7 separate regions of the Mus musculus genome follow, and all the other regions are linked to region 5. A link is a contact called in public Hi-C, HiCAR-type, Micro-C and promoter capture Hi-C data. All regions are on one chromosome and are shown on one strand. Each heading gives the region's core, a stretch centred on a gene start, on an enhancer-like site or on the middle of the called end of the contact. The rest is flanking DNA. Distances are from core to core; before and after follow the strand shown. Region 1 holds the start of 4930524B15Rik (RIKEN cDNA 4930524B15 gene). Region 2 has its middle 21 kb from the start of Psme4. Region 3 holds the start of Acyp2 (acylphosphatase 2, muscle type). Region 4 holds the start of Psme4 (proteasome (prosome, macropain) activator subunit 4). Region 5 holds the start of Stc2 (stanniocalcin 2). Region 6 holds the start of Nsg2 (neuron specific gene family member 2). Region 7 overlaps Psme4 (proteasome (prosome, macropain) activator subunit 4).

Region 1 (2,700 bases), core at 11-2,510, 600 kb after region 5:
TGCCACCACTGCTGCTATCCAACTCTACCAAACTGGACTGCTAGTATATCCATAAAGTGTTTGGGAGTGGATTGAGCTGCTGCTGCTGACCTGTGAACTGAACTGCTGATTTCCGACAACCCAGATAGGATTTTCTCCAAAGAACCACGTCTAAACAGGTCCACTTCCCCGCCCCCCCCCCGCCCCCTGTATCCTTTCTTTTCTACTACCTGGTGGGTGGTAGGCTAGAAGGGAGGCAAAAGCATTTAAGAACTATCATTAAAAATAAGGCCTAAGAACCAGGTGTGATGTCGCACGCCTTTAATCCCAGCACTCTCGGGAGGCAGAGGCAGGTGGATTTCTGAGTTCGAGGCCAGCCTGGTCTACAGAGTGAGTTCCGGGACAGCCAGGGCTACACAGAGAAACCCTGTCTCAAAATAAATAAATAAATAAATAAATAAATAAATAAATAAATAAATAAATAAATAAATAAAAATAAGGCCTAAAAAAATTAAAGTTACAACATAGAGAAACCATGTCTCAACAAAACAAAAATTAAAAACAGAGAAGGGGGAAGGGTTCACTGCTCCAAGGACAAGAAGATCATTGCCCCAGGTTATCACACAGAGCAGGGGGCTTTACATAAATCAAAGTTTTATTGGACGGAAAGGGTTAAAACATTTTGCAAGAAAGTCTTACAAGGTGGAAGACAGGAGATAAAAATGTTTTAATTCCTTGTCCTAAACACACATTTTTATAGTATTTGATAGAAAAGAACCATATTTGATTTTCTTACATCCCAGTCCCAAATGATGCATAGCCTGAAATTCAACCTCTCTCTAGACGAATGGCCATCCTCACAACCACAGTCCTTCCTGTTTCCCTTTCAGTAGGGCTTTCCTTGCCTCCCAACTTCTAACAGAGATCCACATTAGGCTCCTGTCTTCTGCTAGGTGCCTGGACTCTTATGTCCTTAATCCCTTCCTTACCTCAACCCCAGCTTCTCGGTGTTCTACACCTCAACTTCCTACCCAGGCTCCTGGTGTTCTGGACTCCAGCTCACCCACCCACACTCCATCTCTCTTCAGTGAAGTTGGGGCCTCTAGGTCAGTCCCGTCCTCGCCTCACACAGGTCTGGCCCCAACGGTTCTCCACCCTCCCCCAGCCCGCATGCGCAAGTGTCCCCCCTCCCCCACATCCACACTCCCCCACCCCACCCCACCCCACACACCTCACACACACACACCCCACGCCCTGTGCTCAGGCCGGCTCCGAGGTCCCGCAGGTTGCCCGACAGGAGGCCGAGAGATGGTGCCCAGCCGCAGTGGGCAAAGGCCAGATGGGCCTCGCTTAATCTACGTGACCCGCTTCGCCTCGCACCGCCATGGCGTGTGGCAGCTGAGGGGTCTCCGAGGTTTCGGCCATCGAGGCCCAGGGCTCGGGGCCCGCTGTGCCTCAAAGCAAGCAGCGGTGGAGCCCGGGGCCCGGGGAGGAGAGCGGCCCACTGGCTCCCAGGCCGGGGTCACTGACACCCCGGATTCCGCCCCTTTCCAGCGGAGGTCGAGAGCGCCCAGGGCCCGGGAGCAAGCAGCGCAAGCAGGTGGCACGGCAGCGGGAGGGATCGTCCTGTCAGCGGCCTGCTGCTGACTGGGCAGCTCCCGCGCCATTTTGTGCGCGCGGCTTCCGTCAGCCAGGCTTCGCGTCAGCCTTCCTGTCAACCTTTGTGTCAGTCTTCCTTTGTCTCAACCTTTGCATCTGCCAGTCTTTCTGTCAGCCTTCCTGTCAGCCTCGGTGTCATTTTCCTCTCAGCCTTTCCTGTCAGCATCCTAGTCAGTAGGCAGCCAGGCTCCTCTCTCCTGCCAGTCTGTGTTGGAGCCATAAGTTTAGGAGAATTCCTTTAACTCACTTAGTGGGGTGGGTAACCTGTAAAAAGGCTGCAGGATATTTAAGATAACCTAGAGACCTGAGAGAAGTTCTTGGATGTAGCTACTTCAGTCGCTCAGAGAAATGGAAGTTTGGCGCGCTTGTTGGTTATTTTTCACTGACATTTATTGAAATTGCTAATTACAGGAGCTGGAGAGGTGGCTCAACGGGTTAAGAGCACTGGTTATTCTTCCATATGATGTAGGTTTGGACCTCAGCACCCACATATAACTGATTGTAATTCCAGTTCCAAGGCATCTGACGCCCTCTTCTGCCCTCCTTGGGCATCATGCATCTACAAGGTGCACAAGCAAAACACATATACACATACAGTAAAATAGAAAATGAATTGCTAATTACCTGATATATATTCAATCAGACCTCTTAAGAGACGTTGAAGCATCCTGTTAAAACACAGAAGATCTGAAGATGTAGTCGTGGCCCACACTTTTAATCCCAACACTAAAGAGTCAGAGTCAGGCAGATCTGTGAGTTTGAGGCCAGCCTAGTCTACAGAGCAAGTTCCAGAACAGCCAGGACAACACAGAGAAACACCTTTTACCTATACTTTTCAAAGCAATTTTACTGAGCTTTCATTAATAGTGTATCCAGTTCACCCAGTTATGGTACACAAGTTAATGGTTCTTACATATCCACAGAGTTGTGTCCTTAACATTCCATTTTAATGTAACTGTAATATCACAGAGAAACTCTGCACCCCTTCAAAGGCATCATAGCCCCTCACCATTGCCTCTACTACCCACTAATCTTAGCCCTATCTATGCAAGTATTAGTCTG
Region 2 (2,700 bases), core at 102-2,601, 620 kb before region 5:
TGTGGAAATTGGTTTTTTCTCTCTCTTGAGAATCTCAGGAAGAACATTTGGAGCACCCACCATAGGGAGATAAGAAAGACCACTCCAACCCAAATTCTGAAGCTGGTCTCTTCTCTTTGGCACTGGGGACCCCACCACTACCATACTGAACAGCCATGCTCTAAAAAGGCGATAGCAAGCATTTTTTTTTTTATAAAGACCTTCTTTTGGAAGCCATTGTAAACTTTCTAAGACATTTTTCTGCCTACTTTCTGGATTCTGGTTATGGCGTATCCAGATCTGGGAATGGGGAGGATCTGACAAGGTCTATGCACCCTGTTCAGGACAAAGGCAATTGTCTGTAGGGAGTTGGTCTGGTACTGCTATGTATTCAAATGCTAATACTGCCCACCCCCACCCCCACCCCCACCCCCACCCCCACCCCCACCCCCAGACCTGCTTGTCCGCTGATGAGAAGATCCTCAAGTACACCATGTGATGCTTTGTAACCTTGGCCAGTAAAAGGCTAAAGCCTCTGATTGAGCAGTAAATAGAGGTGGGCAGATTTTCAGTTACCTGGCTGGGAGTTACAAGTACAAAGAGGAAAGAAAGGAGGGAGGACAAAACGGGGAGGAAACAGCCATGAGAGGAGATGAACCATGAGCACACGGTTAGGAGAAACAGTATGTAACAAGGAGCATTTGACTGAGATGTAGCTCCAAAACCTGCCCAATCTAGGCTTACAGCTTGTAAGTAAAACACCTGGATTGTGTGTCTTTTATACTGGGTAGCAAACATCTTAAATTCCTTTTACAGGAGAGAGCCCACTGGTTATTTTTGGTTAATTGGAGTTCATCCAGTGCCGCCAGCTGTGACTCATTGGGCAATATTAGTCCATGAGGGTAAATGGAGCGGAGACAATGGATGGGGCGGTTCAGAAACCCTGTGAGTACATATGGTAATGATGACACACTGGGACCAGCTGTGGGGAGACAGATCAAGTTTCCTTGAGGTGACTCAAGGGTTTTATAATTTTGTGGGAGGGGGGGGGGTAGGAGTATGGATAGGCAAAGGTAATTGGGTGTAAGGTACCAAGATGTCTCATTAGCATGGAGAAGCATTTCAGGAATCCCAGGTGCTAACAGGTTCCTATCAGGAGAAAGGAAGCTGAACCTGTAATCTAACCATAGCTATGTGACATTCCACAGGTAGAGGTGTGTGTGTGTGTGTTTTGTTTGAACACCCCAGACAAGGTCAGAGATTGAGGAGCTATGATGGTAAAGGGACTTGTACCAAGTCCAGAAGGCTATCCAGACAATGGTAGATTTTTGACCTTAATTATCAGGGCAACAAAAGCTTTTCTTTTCTGACCTGCTTTGGGCCCCAGAGGACCCCATGGTGCCTGTTGACAGGATTCCAATGCCTAAGTTACACAATAGAGCTCAGGAATTCCTGACACTGGGAGCAAAGCCTAGGGTTTAGAAGGACCCAGAATGGATCTCAGAACCAAGAACTCAGAGAGCCCCAGCCTCTAGTTGGTTTTACAAGAAAGCTATAAAAATTTTTCTCTTGATCAGACTGGTGAACTAGTAAAGCAGAGGGCTGCAGTTGTTAAATGTTGCTGTCTCATATTTTCTGTTGTTTGGCTCTATGTTTTCCATTCTAGTTTTTACTCTGTTTCTTATTGCTTTACCTGTTTTTCTGGCTTGGGGTATCTGGATATATGAACCACAAGACTGATAAGAATTCAATGCTTGAGGCCAGTGGGAAGCTTTGAAAAACCTAGGGCCCTGCTACAGCACCATTGTGACTGTGGAGAACTGGACCTCCCCTTCCTGAATTGCAACATTGCAGAAGGTATGGACCATTTTTCCTGTCTGTTTTGGATATATGAATGTGGCCACTGCATGTTTGTTTCTCTCTCTCTCTCTCTCTCTCTCTCTCTCTCTCTCTCTCTCTCTCACACACACACACACACACATATATATATATATACATATATATATATATATATATTCTTAAAAGTTTCTTTTGCAATATCAGAGCATAACCATAATTTTGGAAAGCAAAACCGATTTTTAACTGTGTAAACAATCCAGTCTCTCTAAAATCAATACCAAGTGCATTATTTTCATGTTACAGAGTTTGACTGCTAGTTATTATATATGAATGCATGATGGTGCAGCTTTTAAAGCTCATTAAAGAAACATTGTTTCAAATCCTATCTTCTATTAGTCTGGCTTCTAGGACAAGAATTACATAAAATATTATCCCAATTTAGAGATACCTTTAGAGACCTGTTTCCCTGGGTTGGTCATGCCATGTGTTGTTGTCCAGAAAGACTCCAACCCTGAGTTACCAGTTCTAAGCCAACTTTCTGTTACCACTGTTACAAAGTTTATACCATACCCAATAACTTGTAAGTCAGTAACATATTTATACATTTAAGACCAGTCAGAAACAAACATAAAGTGGCTACACACATTTACTTATTTAGACTACACAGACAAAATTTTCTTACCTTTTTCTATCAGTAATATCAAGGGAGGAGCACCTTGTCACCAGCTGAACCCAATAATCACAGTCACAGAGATTTTTGTAGGAGAAACAGCCATCAGCTTCCTGACCAAAGAAGCCAAGAAGCTGCTGGTCCCTTTAAGAGCAGCTTTTACAGTAGACTCCTAGCTACAGGTGCAGGTCAACTTAACCAGTTTTTGTTGT
Region 3 (2,700 bases), core at 24-2,523, 720 kb before region 5:
AATAAAGAGAAAAAGAAAAAGAAAGAGAAGGAGGAGGAGGAGGAGGAGGAGGAGGAGGAGGAGGAGGAGAAAGAGGAAAAGGAAAAGGGAAAGGGAAAGAGAAAGAGAAAGAGAAAAGAGAAAGAGAAAGAGAAAGAGAAAGAGAAAGAGAAAGAGAAAGAGAAAGAGAAAGAGAAAGAGAAAGAGAAAGAGAAAGAGAAGGAGAAGGAGAAGGAAAAGGAAAAGGAAAAAGAAAAAGAAAAAGAAAAAGAAAAAGAAAAAGAAAAAGAAAAAGAAAAAGAAAAAGAAAAAGAAAAAGAAAAAGAAAAAGAAAAAGAAAAAGAAAAAGAAAAAGAAAAAGAAAGGCATTATTTTTATGTTGAAGACCGGAACCTGCATTACAGGCTTATAAGGACTAGCTCGTCCTTGGTCTGGTACAGAGCAGAGCACCCATTCCAGGGCTTGGTGACTATTAAGCAAGCACTCTACTGAGCTACATTTCCAGTCTCAAAAAGTTTTCTTCTTTTAAATGGATGATATACATTAAATAGTTACAGTATTTATACGCCATTAGATAATTTTCTCAAGTGTATAGACCAGCCTGGTCTTGAACTCAAATATCCACCTTCTTCTGCATAAGGACTACATGCACTACTATGTCAAGTTGCGTTAGAAAAAATTAAAAGAATGTTTTAACGTTTTAAATTACAAATATAAAGATTTAAAGTAAGTCAGACATTATATTCTATGCATCTATTTAAGCTTATAATCAAACAAAAATTTTAAAACTTCACTTAAATGGCCTGGGAGTGTACTTCAGCAATCTAGTACGCAAATGTAAGACTGTGCATAAATATATAAGGTTCAATCTCCAAAACCCAGGAAGGAAAAATTGCTAGCTGGAGAGGGGCTACAACCTCTGACAAAGTAAATCACCCAGTATCATTCAGGTACCCTTGCTTTTCTGCCGCACTTAGGCGTCCCCCACCCCCATCCTATAGGCTTGCAGCGTCCTCTTCGGGAACCCAGGGTGACCTCCCTCCGCCCCGCGCTAGCCCGTTCTCCCCGCCCCGGGCTGCTGTGTCATGGCTGAGCGGAAGTCGCTGCCTCAGTGAGAAGAACCGTCCCTAAAATGGATGGCATAAGCTTCCTCCTCTCCCTCCCACGGCCTCGTCTTGGCATCCCAGGTCAGACCGTACCTTGCACTGTCCCGAACACTTCGTAGTCCACAGACTTGAGCAGCTCGGTCATGGCGGCCAGCCTTCTCCCGAGCAGCATTAGCTGGGTATGTGGCGCGGAGACTGCGACAGCCGCCAGGGGAGGAAGACTTATGGGCTCTGGGACCGACGCCCAGAAGCCAAGACAAGAGCGCGCTGGGTCATGCGTAAGAAGATGGCAGATGACCGTTGTACACAGTGAGGGCGACGGGACACCCGGCGCTCGGGCTCCCTAGCAGGGTGCTCCCTCTCTGCGTTCCCCAGGACCCGGTTCTCTAAAGAAAACGGAGGTCGGGCATGTGAGGGGATTAAACCAACTAATATCTACCCACCGACGTTTATTTGACACAAAAAAGGTTTTGTTTTGTTTTTTCTATAAGGATGAAAATAAGAGGGTGACTTGTTGAGAGGACAGAGCGGGTAAAGTCTAAGTGGGTAGAGATGAGAAGGATAATAGGGGGAAAATTACCAAAATTCATTATATGCAAGGATAAAATGTCAAAGAATTTTTAAGTTTTAGGTGATTTTATATAGGTACACTGTAAAGAATACATAGTATACCCATGGGTACACTGTAAGGAGATTAATTCAAGCTAATTAACTTTCATCTCTGATTTCATTTAAGATTTCAACGATTTTAAATATATATCATTCTTAACTATACTCACCATTGTGCAAATATATGATAATCTCCACTTCATATGAAGAAAATGTGTGCCCTTGAAACAATATCCCCATTTCCAACATCCTGAGGTGGACATTTGAAATGAAGGACCTGCTTAGCTTAGTGGCACAAAGGGTATTTGGTCAGTGTGCTGGCTAGTCTTGGCACAAGCTAGAGTAATCTTAGAGGAGAGAACCTCAAGTGAGAAAATGCCTCCATAAGATCTAGCCATAAGGCATTTTCTTAATTAGTGATTGATGGGGGGGTGGGGGAGGGAGCAGTGGAACCCAGCCAGTTGTGGGTGATGCCATCCCTAGTCCAGGGATCCTGGGTTCTATAAGAAAGCAGGCTGAGTAAGCCATGTGGAACAAGTCAGTAACCAGTCCCCACCCCCACCCCACCCCCCATGCCTCTACATCATCTCTAGGTTCCTGCCTTGTTTGAGTCCCTATCCTGATATGTACAGTGCTGTGGAGGTATAAGCCAAATAAACATTTTCCTCCCCCAAGCTGCTTTTTGGTCATTGTGTTTCATGGCAGCAATAAAAACCTTAACTAAGACAGACAATGAATCAATTCTGAAATGTTCTGACGGTGCCAAATCTGTGGTGATTCTGAGATAAAGTTAGGCTTGATCTTTTCATTCAGGCTGATGAATCTGAAAGGTGCCTTGTGGTGATTTGGCTAGCTTTGTTGCCCATACAGACTGTGTTTGAATACTTGGGCCCATGGGAAGTGGCATTATGAGGAGATATGGCCTTAGTGGAGAAAGTGTGTCCCTGTAGAGGCAGGGCTTTGAGGTCTCCTATGCTCAAGTTATGCCCAGTATGGAATCCTGTCA
Region 4 (2,700 bases), core at 51-2,550, 600 kb before region 5:
CAGTCTCAAAACAAAAACAAAAACAAAAAAACTAAAACAAAACAAAAAACCACAAACAAAAAAACAAAACCAAAAACAAAAACTAAAAGAAACAAAAGTAAATTTTATTATGCTGCCCTTAGGCTTATTGTTTTTTAGACATTCTCTTTTGAGATGGTGACTTTTTTTGTAAAATATTTTCTTGAAGATCTAGGGATGGAACTCAGCTTAGGAAAGAGGCCAACCACTAGTAGAACTCATAGACCAGCTGGTAATCCTTGTCTGTTTTTTCAGTTAGTTAGTTAGTTTGTTTTGTTTCGTTTTTTTGTTTAGCTCAGGTTGGCTTTAAGCTACAACCCTCCTGCTCTTGAGTTTCCAAATGCTGGGATGACAGGCGCATGTTACAATGTCCTCTCTTAGAAATTTCTTGTTATTTTTAAGATCAATCTCAATTCTCCAGCATTTACTTCTTAGTCTCAATACATGTATTCACTCCCTTCTGGCAAGCAATCTTTAACCAGCCTGAATCTTGAGTTATCAGAAAGCAAGCTTGCAGCCTCAGTCTTTTCTGTCAGCTGATAATTATTTCTTCCTCCTTTCTTTATCGAAATAACATTGCCATCAACCTTACAGATTAATTTAAAAATAACTTCTATGAAGGTGATATGCCTTCATTTAGAATTCCCAGGTATCTCGGTACTTATCCAGTATTTACCAATGCATTATCTTGTAATTTATTAGTTTGTTGCCAGGAAAGGCCTCTACGTCCTTAAGGGCAGAACTAGGCGTTCTTAAACTTTCTATAGGGACCTTAAATGAGAAGATGACACACAAAGTATATTTGTTGAGTAACTTTTTTGGAGGGTGGACGGGGAAATATCAGAAAGGTGGGGGGTAAAAGGACAGAGGAACACAGGGTACTATTGTGTATACAGATTCTTCCATACACGTTTTTTTAAAGATAGTGTCTCCTGTTGCCAGTAGGAAGCAGAGGTTGGCCTAGAACTCTTTGTGCTCATACTGCTTCGCTGTCCACACTCCCGCCCCCGGCTGGGATACAAGCTGCTCTTCCGTAAACTGGCCCAGAAGAGAGGATACTGAGCGTGGAGAGGTAGTCGGATTCCGTGTCTCTGGATCCTGCTGGAGCAGAGTAGGGTCTCTTGTTTCTCGCCGGCAGCCTCGCGTGGCAACCCCAGTCGCTGACACCAAACTCGGCTGACTGCAAGAAAGCAGCCAGGTTACCTCCTCCCCGCCTCCGTGGCCCCGCCCCGGAAGTGACTTGAGGCCGGTCCGGAACCTCCCGGCGCTGCGGCTGCAGCGTCACCAGAAGAGCCGGAGGGGTCCGGGCCGAGCAGCCGCTGCCACCGCCAACGAACCGGGTGCCGCGCGGGGTCCAGCAGCGCGCCGGGCAGCCGGGGCGGGAGGGGGGCCCAGCGGTCGGGCCGAGGGCGAGGCGACGCGGACGAGGCTGAGCCCGCAGCGGGGCGGGGGCCGGGGCCGGGGGTCGGGCCGGGGGCGGCCCCGGGCTAATGGAGGCTCCGGAGCGGGCGGGCGGCGGGGAGCCCCCCGAGCCTGGCGGGCGGCCGGTACTGGGCCCGCGGGCCTTCGTCCCGCAGAAGGAGATCGTGTACAACAAGCTTCTGCCCTATGCCGAGCGGCTGGACGCCGAGTCCGACTTGCAGCTGGCACAGATCAAGAGCAACCTGGGCCGGGCCGTGCAGCTCCAAGAGCTGTGGCCCGGGGGCCTCTTCTGGACGCGGAAACTCTCCACGTAAGTGGGCTGAAGCCGTCGGCGGGCCGGGCTCTTTGTCTGCGCTGCTGGTGCTGCTCAACTCTGTTCTGTCCAGACGGCGCTGACCTGGTGCAGGATTCCAGGGGCGCGGCCGAGTCCGGGGAGACCCAGTCTCCTCGTTGCTTTCCGTGGGACTTCTGGGTCCTGTCGGTCGCCTCTCACGATCAGCGTTCTGGTCCTTTCTCTTGACGTGCCAGGCTCTGGGGAGCCACAGGCGTACCCGGGCATAGGGACGAGCGGCTCCCATTGGTTCTCCCTGGGGTTCTGCGCTTGGAGCTGCGGGATAGAGAGCTTCGGTCTTTGGGGAAGCGACTCCTGTCCTTGCTTCTGTGGTTTTTTTGGGTTTGTTGTTTGTTTTTTGTTTTTGTTGTTGTTTTGTTTTGTTTTTCCTTCCTCGTCGATCCACTTTACACTTCTTACCGTAGGAAGTAGGGACAGTAAGAGGTTGTGTGTGTGTGTGTGTGTGTGTGGTGTGTTTTTCTGTGTTACTATGTTTCTTGGGGGTCTGGGTTGCTGTTCTGGCTTCCTGGATTTAATTGAAACGATTCGTTTCAAATGGACAGTCAGCGCATTCTCGGATTGAGTAGACGTTGAGAATGTTGTCTTAGAATTCTAGGAAAAGTGTATGTTCCTGTTGTGACATTTCCTCGGTCACGACTTCGCTTATTCTAAGGCAAATAGTGAAGAGCGCTGTTAGGTTGATCCCGGGCTTTGTTGGCCAGACTGTGTGGTTTTGAGTTGGTTAGTTCTTTTGTTTTCCGTACGCACTAGCCGCAAATTATAGCGTCATTAGAATTAGAACGGGGGAAAAGTAATGATGGAGCAAAAAGTTTGGAGAGGTCATTTGCTCTATGCGCGCCTTTACTTTGGCAGAACTTATTATATAAGATTTTTGCTGTTTTGTTTGGTACGCTACATATAATTTGGTA
Region 5 (2,700 bases), core at 129-2,628:
GGAAAGTGTATTCTGGAAGAAGGGCGGGGCTCGAGTCGAAAAATCTGTATGAGATGAAATCTAGCATGAGAACGAGCTTGTGCTTGTGAAGGGGTGCCTAAACCCGAGAGGAGGCAGGGCGGACGAGGAACCCTTGATTGTGCGCCTAGACAAGCGGGGGTGAGAGGCTGAACTGACTCCACGCGTGGTCGCGAGCAGGGCAGCGATCACTCACTTGGAGAACCCTGACCAGCACTTGTGCATTCCGGCTCAGGCAAGGAGCGCACGCACGCCACGGCCGCCGCTTTCACACGGCCCCCGAGGAATTGCGGGGGTGGGGGCGTAAGGAGACGAGCGGCAGACACGTTTCTTTCTCTCCCGGGAGCTGGGAAGAAGGCCAGCCCCGTGTGCCACACGTCAGGCTTTTGCACTGCAGCTTGCTGGTGAGCAGGGCCGCGCACGATTCGGATCGTGTCAACAGTTCTTCCCGTGCTGACTTGGCTAGGAGCATGGCTGCAGCAGCAGAGGTACGCTTTGCGAACCCCCTCCCCCAAAGGAAAAGTTCCTAACTGGCCAGCAAAGTTCTGGGCTGTCCGGCATCTTTGGAGAAAACGGAGACAGTACATGCCAGGCTGGCCGGCTTGGAAACGAAGTTCTGGGTGCAGGGCGAGCCCAGCTCTGGGGTCCCTTGGTACTTCGCACGGGCCAGGCGTGACGAAGTGCGCCCTGCTCCGGGCCCGGGACTCTGGCTGGAGCTGGCAGCAGCGTCAGGCACAGCCTCGGTTCCCCTCAGCCCCGGGGAAGGCTAGCAACAAGTCTTGCCTCAGCCATTTCATCACCCTGCTAGCACGTGCCGATCCCCGGCTCTCGCAGCCCGAGCCAGACCTCGCTTCGCCTCGCTCTTCCCTCTGCACGTCCCGAGCCACGGAGAGTTTGTGCCGCCCGGGGTGAGCTCGGGTCGCCGGCTTGGGGCTAAAGGCACCCGGCGCGCCGCGAGCATGCACCCTGTTCTCCCCCGGCAGCTCTGGGCTGCAGGGCGCACGCGTTTACCTGTGTTCTGCAGGGACAGACGGCCTTTCTGCTGCGAGCTCCTGTCTTGGGGACCTTCCGGAGGGTTCGTGGAGTCCGTCCCCTGCGCCGGGTCCAAGGTGGCAAACACCAAAGCCAGGGTCACAAACTGGCCCAGCCGCTCCGCACACATGGTTCTGGGTATCACCCTCCCGCCTGGAGACCTGGATTCTTTGTGCGCCCCTCCTCCTCCTCTTCCTCCTCCGCCGCTTCCCCCTCCTCCCACTCTTCCTCCTCGCTGGCCCCTTCCCTCCTCCTCGCCGCGGCTCGGATAGAGGTTACCCAGCGCCCTCCCGTAGCTCTCTGGAGAGCATGTGACCAGGCCGTTAGCCGCGCCGCGAGTGCCCGGCGATAGCAGGGATGGTGCCTCAAATATCCCTGGAAGCTCTGGTGTCACTTGAATGAAGGAGTCGAGCAGGTGTTGTCCCGGAGGCTGGACCAATCGGAGACCCCGGCCCGTTTGACAACACAGCGGGAGGCGGGGCCTGCGCCAACTTCTACGGGAGGAAGCGGAGCGCCTCCGCGATCGCCCCACAAAGTTGCAGACCTGGCGGCGGCCACGCGTTTGCGTGGTGTGTGTGTGTGTGTGTGTGTGTGTGTGTGTGTGTGTGTGTGTGTGTGTGTGTGTGTGTGTGTGTGTGTGTGTGTGTGTGTGTGTGTGCGAGACGCGTGCGCGTGTGCTCCGGGGCAATGGCACGCGTTTGCGTGGTGTGTGTGTGTGTGTGTGTGTGTGTGTGTGTGTGTGTGTGTGTGTGTGTGCGAGACGCGTGCGCGTGTGCTCCGGGGCAATGGCCGAATGGACTGAGGGGGAAAAATTAAAGCGGATGCCAACTCTACTTGCAACTAAAAACTAAAAAAAGGGGGGTGGGGGGCAGGAGAAGTCGGTCTTCACAGGGACAGAGTCCCCAGGGTTCATATCCAGCTGGGAAAGTTTCCTCTTTGGAACACAGTCACATTCTCAGCCAGGAGACCTGAACAGATTAGGACAGATACCTGGTCACAGAGATGGTGCGAGCAAATTGAACTCTGGTGGGAATTCCTAAGCGTCCTGACGCTTGTTTTGTTTTTTGGGTTTTTTGGTTTTTGTTTTATTTAAAGGCGCTTGAGGACAGGCGTGGAAGCTGCTGGCCTGATTGACTTACCCACTTTCTGCCTGAATTTGATGGGTCCAATAACACCTGGGGCGTCTCGTCTCGCTCCTCCTCCAGTCCAGACGGATTCCTGTCTGGGCTTCAGGGATCCAAGTGACAATTCATTTCACCAGGTGAAAATTCATTTGCATCATTTCCTGGCTGGTGGCCTGGAGGCCCAGGCAGCCTTGGGTCAGGCGGCCACAGACCATCGCGTGCCCAAGAGGCCAGAGCTTGACAGGCAACTTTAGGCGTCTCCAAATACAGTCTTCAATTTTCTCCAAATGCCACTCGGCCCACTTACGGGTTTTGTTTGTTTGTTTGTTTGTTCTACTCTGCAGTCCTCTGATGTAAAATTAAAGCACCCCACCCCCCAAATCTTGGGACCTTCTATTTTTTTCTCCTCTTCTTGGAGCCCCCTCCTTAAGCACCCTGAGAATCAGATCGCCTTCAGCTGCAATCTCCGCTGCTGGAGGAAGCGGGGAGAAAGTTGGGCGCTGCCGGGAGCGTCTTTCCTCCCTGC
Region 6 (2,700 bases), core at 158-2,657, 630 kb after region 5:
CTTCTCCTTGCCTCCAGGCAAGCTGCTTTCTGGAGCTTAGTGAACTCTAGGGACCTCTGTCTTGAAAAGTGTGGCTTTTCCTTGTCAATCAGCCATGAACTATCAGAGGGGATTTCTTTGACTCTTAGGGCAGCAGCGTTAGGATCTGAAATATACATGTTCACAATTGAACCTGTGGTTGCTGGCTATACTGTGCTGGTCTCGTGCCATGCATGAATTTGGCAGTCATTTAGGTCTTTGGAAAGAAGGGGAAGGAAAACCAATATTTCTTAGAATACTTCCCTCTCACACATATACATCACCATTTAACACTGCCCTGTGTGGTGCTGATAGATGACAGCCTTCATGGTCTCAAAAACCCTTACACACATTTCATGCCCGAACAATACAGAAGACACACGCGTTTCTGTGCCTTGTAACACATAGACACTAGCTAGGGTGATTTTTTTTTTTCCACACAGAACAAATATTTTTTAAATCAAAGTGAACCACTCAGTCAGTACTGCAGCTGTTGATGAACAGTGATTTGAGCCACAGCTGGGAGAAGTCACTGGCAGTGGGCTCAATCATCCCTGTGGTTGAAATAGGCGTTCAGAGCATCTCTCACAAGTCAGATGTGTTTCCATGGGTACATTCTCTTCCCGTACTCCCTGCCATCTCATTCTGCAAGTGCTGTTATCCTCCATCAAAGGCAAGGCAGCAGAGGCTCAGGGAGTGGCTGAAAATGTGTCAGACCCACCCAGCCAGTTTGGTCCGGCTGACACTGCCTCTCCACTCCTTCTTACTCTGGTCAGCAAACTGGATGTTATTTAACGTCTTGACCTAGATATGGATTTTGGGGACAAGAGTCAGGGATCAAGTCCCAGTTCTGGCCTTTTCCAGTTCTGTGACCTTAGACAGGTCAAGTCTATGCACTGTCTGCAGTTTATGCAGGTGTGTTCACAGTGCAAGCCACCCCATTTCCCAGTCTTTGTTAGAAACCACAGTTTACAAAAGAGGGCAGTAGCTTGAAAGAGACCAGAAAGGTGTAACAGCACAGGAAATGGAAAGTAACTACCAGTTTACTTTCTCTTCTAACCCAGAGCAGGTGTTTTGAGTTTTACAGTATTGTTAGGGAAGCTTTAGCAAGAGGGGAGCCCTTCTCCTAAAACAAAACAAAACAAAACAAAAAACAAAGTGCCTGCTTTTTCAGTTTCCACCAAAGACTCAAGAATTGCATTTTACATTATTGTAAAAAAAATTATAAGCCACATTACTGTTTTTGGAATAACCAAAATTCCTTCCACTTTTCTTTAAAACGTTTGTCCTATGCAGGGGTTGTGGCCATGCATGAGAAACAGCAGGTGGTGCCAGATGACAGGTGGTGTGGGAGCCGTCCCCGGTGGGAGGCGCGAGCTGGCGAGCAGGCTGGCAGCTGCCAGATCTTCTCTGCGCGCTGGCGCCTCGTTCTCAGAAGCTCCGGATCCAGGCACGCGAGGGCTGCTTTTTTCAGCACCACGCTCTGGCTGAGGAGGGAGGACTCCTGTTTGTCCTCCTCCTCTACATATTGGCTTGACTCTGCTCTGACCCCCACCAGTGCCGCACAGTAAGTAGGCATTTGTTTTTGTTGTAACCACTCCCCAGCACCCTCCCAGCCCTTACCACCCTGTCATCCCCACAACTCCGTTTGTCTAATTACGTCCCACCAGCCGGATTGACAGGAGAAATTCAGTTGTGCAGGGCTTTTGAGGGTGCGGTGAAATCAATCCTTGAGTTCAAAGGGAACTGGAGGGAAATAATGTGATTTGTTTATTTAGTTGGCAATCTTGCAATATGGGGGCTGCTAACTTTCCATGAAAAGAAAGAAAGGAAGGAAGAAAGAAAGAAAGAAAGAAAGAAAGAAAGAAAGAAAGAAGGAAGGAAGGAAGGAAGGAAGGAAGGAAGGAAGGAAGGAAGGAAGGAAGGAAGGAAGGAAAGAAAGAAGGAAAGAAAGAAAGAAAGAAAGAAAGAAAGAAAGAAAGAAAGAAAGAAAGAAAGAAAGAAAGAAAGAAAGAAAGAAAGAAAGAAAGAAAGGAAGGAAGGAAGGAAGGAAGGCCCTGGCTATTGAGGAAATGGAGCTATTTCATGGCTGAATAAGGAGATCAGGTTCAAGCCAGCCTCTTTCTGATGTAGAAACCTGGGTCTCGTGTACAATCTACATATTATGTAAAAGAGAGAGAGAGAGAGAGAGAGAGAGAGAGAGAGAGAGAGGGGGGTCTTGAGAGAGAGATTGACTGTATTTAATTGTGTTTTAGAGATTGGTGAAGAAAAGGCAAAATAGCGATGTGGGTGGTGAGATGAAATGTATCTTACTGCAGGGGGCCCAGAATAATGGAGTTTCCTTTTGTGCTAAGAACAATCTTGCCAGTGGGGCTCTAGGGATATGTTAGCCACAGTTTCTTGGTATTTTTTTTAAGCTCATTTAAAAAAAAAATGAAGGTCTGAGGTTTTGGGGGTTTTTTGGTTTGGGGGTTTGGGGGTTTGGGAGGGGCTCCCTAATTCGAGGGTTGGTGAACTCGGTGAGCAGTTAGCACATTCTGATGATTAATGAAGTTTCCCCGGACAATGGGAATCATGTCAGGAAATCTAGTGGGAGATTGATGGCTGTTGCCAGGTTGAATGCTGCTGCAGTTGAGCTGTCTCAGACCGTCCTCAGCCCCTCACATTCCCACTGTAACCAGA
Region 7 (2,700 bases), core at 172-2,671, 570 kb before region 5:
CTCACTATGCAGACCAGGCTGGCTTTGAACTCAGAGAAATGTCTGCCTCTGCCTCCTGGGTACTGGGACAAAGGAATGCACCACCTCACCTGACCTAGTAGAGTTTTTAATTTAGTACAAAATACAAAATTGTATTTTTGACTCCTGTTTCCTATTCATGTCTTGTCACAACTTAATGTTCTTGTAAAAGGACATTTTAAGTATTTTTCCTTTTTAAGTGTTTTTCCTCTATATATTTTAAGGCTACCATGCATACTATTTTTCATAGTGTATATGCGTGTAGGAAAAAATTGTTTTCCTTTCTTTACTTTTTTTTTTTTACTTTTTTTTTTTTTTTTTTTTTGAGGGGGAAGGACTAGGGTCTTGTTGTGTAGCCTAGGCTGGCCTCCAGCTCCCAACAGTCCTGCCACCACACCTGGCTTGGTACTTAGTTTTTGATTACCTGTGTATCTCTATCCCATTACCATTTGTGGTTGTTAGCAATTGAGCCCAGGGATTTGACTTGCTAAGTAAGTGTTGTACCACTGATATCTACCCTAGCCTGGCTTCCTCTATTGATTCAACAAAGGGTCATTTGCTTTTGTTGTTTTTGTTTTTTGAGACAGGTCTTTTTGGGTGCAATTTTTTAAAAATCAAACTTCTGCCTTTCCAGGAGCTCTGCCTGCCACTCTCCAGGCTAGGCTCTGTGATCAGTCACCACTGGTCTCACTCAGCTCCAGCAAGGGCCAGCTGGCCGTTTTTTAAAACTAGCTCCCTCCATCTTCCTTGGCCCCTACTCATTGTGTAGGCGGAGACTGCAAACTCTAGGGGCCCCAAGACCTACATGTCTGTAGCTTCCCCCTTGCTCCAAAGCCTGGTCTGAATCCTTTTTCTCTGTGTCCCTTCTCTTCCTCCTAGGACCTGGAAATCCCACCTTTTTTTCCCTTCATTCAGCAAGTGACTTTTCCCTCCTTTATTGACACAATCAAGAACCAATTAGGGAATCAACCCCTTCCACTACAGGTCTTGCTATATATAGCTCAGTGGCCTCAAACTCACAGTTCCTCTGCTACTGCTTCCCTAGGGCTGGAATTGCATGTGTCAATACACTTGGTTTACAAAGGGCAATTTATGATCACATAAGTCTTTTATTCTTACCTTTACCTGTTTACAACATGGAAATAACATATTCTACTCTGGGGTTTCTTATTACTCATTAATGATCTGGACCCAAAATTTAATAGTTAATAAAATGAAGAAAGTCATTCCCCCAATGAACTGTCAGTAAGTCATTTTCACCAGTTATTTCATCAGTAAACACTGAATTGCATTGATTTCTAAAACAGCATTTGAGGAACATTATGAGGAGAAAGGGCTCAGCAATTAAAAGAATATGTTTCTTCAGAAGATCCAAGTTAGGCTTTTAGCACCTGTAACTCCAGCTCTAGGGCATCTGCTGCCCTCTTCAGGCCTCCTTGGGTATCCCGTCCCCTGCCTGGGACATACATAGAATAGTTCAGATTGTTCAAGTAATCATGCTAAATTTACATGAGAGGAAGGGTGATTACAGTAACATTTATTTTAGAAAAATGCTTTAATTTTAATGAAAAGTTAGTGCTACCATTGCCTCCATGGTGATGATGGTGTCTCTTCTGTGTAACTGATGAAGTAATCTTAATGGCTGTAAAAGTGACATTTAACAGAGTGGTGTGAGATTTGAAAGATGGGTAATGAAAAATGTTTGATTGGCTAAAGATGAGTTTGTTTAGATTTAGAAAGAAGGTAAAACTGACTTAATACATTGTTAGGGGAAAAAAGAATACTATTTAATTAGGAGTTTAAGGCAGGGAAAGAAGGAATGCACCATTATTGTTGTTTTCCAATTCATATGTTAAAAAAAGCAAATAGAGTTAGTCTGACAGAAATTTTAGTTCAGTTGAATCTATGAATATTTCTGGGATTATTTTTATTTTGAATGTGTCATGTGTTGGGGGGGGTTTACAAGTGAATCTTGGGCATGACTCAGTGTTTAAGAGCACTGCCTCTTTTTCCACAGGACATGGATTTGATTCCTAGTACCTACAATGGTGACTCACAACCATCTGTATGTAGCTCCAGCTTTTGACTTCCATAGTCACCAGGCATGTAGTGATGCACATATACATGCAGACAAAACATTCATACACATAAAATAAATAAATGATTCTTTAAAATTTTTTTAAAATAAAAGAAAAGCTAATCTTATCTTGATAGTTATAAAGAACTAGGAGAGTCAGGTTACAGCCTCCATGACTTTGAAATTCACTTTTTAGTAACTGGGAACAGAAATGGTTGACTCTCTTGTCCTGCCTTGGAACAATCAGAGAGCATTAGTGCCATCATGAGGAAATTGAAGTGTAGAGAAAAATTTACATGAGGCTCAAACTGGAACAAGAGCTTAAGAATTCACTTTTGTACAGAATAGTAAGGTGATGAAAAGAAATTTCTCATCTGGGTATTATATCCTGAATCATAAATTCATGATTGATAGGCAGGAAAATTGCTGTAGCAGTAAAAGGTGCACAAGTTTTTGTTTCTGTGAAGTTGCACGTACAATGCTTTTTGCAAAGCATGAATTAATAGTTGTTAATATTTGCTGTGATGCCTAATAAATAATTCCGAGCTACCCAACAGCTTTCAATATATTATCTCAGTTAATTTTAAAATAGCTTTATGAGAGGG

The links. Promoter capture Hi-C pulls out the DNA fragments that hold promoters and counts their contacts. A called contact is a pair of places that touch in the nucleus more often than the background predicts. HiCAR-type assays count read pairs that join an accessible place to other places.
Region 1: a contact with region 5 is called in a Micro-C map of embryonic stem cells, with 2.4 times the contacts expected there. The contact joins the promoter of 4930524B15Rik here to the promoter of Stc2 in region 5. A contact is called at or near these places in 5 of 39 promoter capture datasets (the 3T3-L1 cell line, the SN4741 cell line, cranial neural crest and 2 more), 12 of 484 Hi-C or Micro-C datasets (cerebellum, cerebral cortex, cortical neurons and 4 more), 5 of 115 datasets of contacts at active chromatin or transcription factors (the NIH/3T3 cell line, astrocytes and embryonic stem cells) and 1 of 9 other capture datasets (embryonic stem cells).
Region 2: a Micro-C map of embryonic stem cells shows a contact between it and region 5, with 7 times the contacts expected there. The contact joins the enhancer-like site here to the promoter of Stc2 in region 5. A contact is called at or near these places in 2 of 39 promoter capture datasets (the SN4741 cell line and embryonic stem cells), 2 of 484 Hi-C or Micro-C datasets (both in embryonic stem cells) and 1 of 115 datasets of contacts at active chromatin or transcription factors (embryonic stem cells).
Region 3: a contact with region 5 is called in a promoter capture Hi-C map of stem cell-derived epiblast-like cells, with 4 times the contacts expected there. The contact joins the promoter of Acyp2 here to the promoter of Stc2 in region 5. A contact is called at or near these places in 4 of 39 promoter capture datasets (the SN4741 cell line, embryonic stem cells, pre-B cells and 1 more), 1 of 484 Hi-C or Micro-C datasets (embryonic stem cells), 2 of 115 datasets of contacts at active chromatin or transcription factors (astrocytes and embryonic stem cells) and 1 of 9 other capture datasets (embryonic stem cells).
Region 4: a Hi-C map of the N1E-115 cell line shows a contact between it and region 5, with 5 times the contacts expected there. The contact joins the promoter of Psme4 here to the promoter of Stc2 in region 5. A contact is called at or near these places in 1 of 39 promoter capture datasets (the SN4741 cell line), 4 of 484 Hi-C or Micro-C datasets (the N1E-115 cell line, Th1 cells, embryonic stem cells and 1 more) and 5 of 115 datasets of contacts at active chromatin or transcription factors (bone marrow-derived macrophages, embryonic fibroblasts, embryonic stem cells and 2 more).
Region 6: a contact with region 5 is called in a HiCAR-type map of astrocytes, with 2.4 times the contacts expected there. The contact joins the promoter of Nsg2 here to the promoter of Stc2 in region 5. A contact is called at or near these places in 1 of 39 promoter capture datasets (liver) and 2 of 115 datasets of contacts at active chromatin or transcription factors (astrocytes and embryonic stem cells).
Region 7: a contact with region 5 is called in a Micro-C map of the HL-1 cell line, with 2.8 times the contacts expected there. The contact joins the enhancer-like site here to the promoter of Stc2 in region 5. A contact is called at or near these places in 4 of 39 promoter capture datasets (the C10 cell line, embryonic stem cells and trophoblast stem cells), 5 of 484 Hi-C or Micro-C datasets (the HL-1 cell line and embryonic stem cells), 1 of 115 datasets of contacts at active chromatin or transcription factors (embryonic stem cells) and 1 of 9 other capture datasets (embryonic stem cells).

Annotation. Positions count from the first base shown.
Region 1 is chr11:31,964,373-31,967,072 of GRCm38.p6, forward strand. 4930524B15Rik (RIKEN cDNA 4930524B15 gene) reads left to right here and starts at 1,261. Exons shown (of 5, transcript NM_026262.1): 1 at 1,261-1,579. The coding sequence starts at 1,288.
Region 2 is chr11:30,749,345-30,752,044 of GRCm38.p6, forward strand. No RefSeq gene overlaps it. Among named protein-coding and RNA genes, the nearest start is that of Psme4, 21 kb to the right of the region's middle. Within about 2 kb of position 1,352, at least 36 of the 459 cell types and tissues checked have an H3K27ac peak or open chromatin away from gene starts, as enhancers often do. A contact at or near this core is called in the SN4741 cell line and embryonic stem cells, where this site is marked.
Region 3 is chr11:30,648,123-30,650,822 of GRCm38.p6, forward strand. It overlaps Acyp2 (acylphosphatase 2, muscle type), which reads right to left and starts at 1,274. Exons shown (of 4, transcript NM_029344.3): 1 at 1,179-1,274. The coding sequence starts at 1,257.
Region 4 is chr11:30,770,475-30,773,174 of GRCm38.p6, forward strand. Psme4 (proteasome (prosome, macropain) activator subunit 4) reads left to right here and starts at 1,301. Exons shown (of 47, transcript NM_134013.3): 1 at 1,301-1,750. The coding sequence starts at 1,509.
Region 5 is chr11:31,368,683-31,371,382 of GRCm38.p6, forward strand. Stc2 (stanniocalcin 2) reads right to left here and starts at 1,379. Exons shown (of 4, transcript NM_011491.3): 1 at 1,030-1,379. The coding sequence starts at 1,180.
Region 6 is chr11:31,999,012-32,001,711 of GRCm38.p6, forward strand. It overlaps Nsg2 (neuron specific gene family member 2), which reads left to right and starts at 1,408. Exons shown (of 5, transcript NM_008741.4): 1 at 1,408-1,585.
Region 7 is chr11:30,798,255-30,800,954 of GRCm38.p6, forward strand. The region is part of intron 3 of Psme4 (proteasome (prosome, macropain) activator subunit 4); the gene reads left to right. Among named protein-coding and RNA genes, the nearest start is that of Psme4, 28 kb to the left of the region's middle. Within about 2 kb of position 1,422, at least 10 of the 459 cell types and tissues checked have an H3K27ac peak or open chromatin away from gene starts, as enhancers often do. A contact at or near this core is called in the HL-1 cell line, where this site is marked.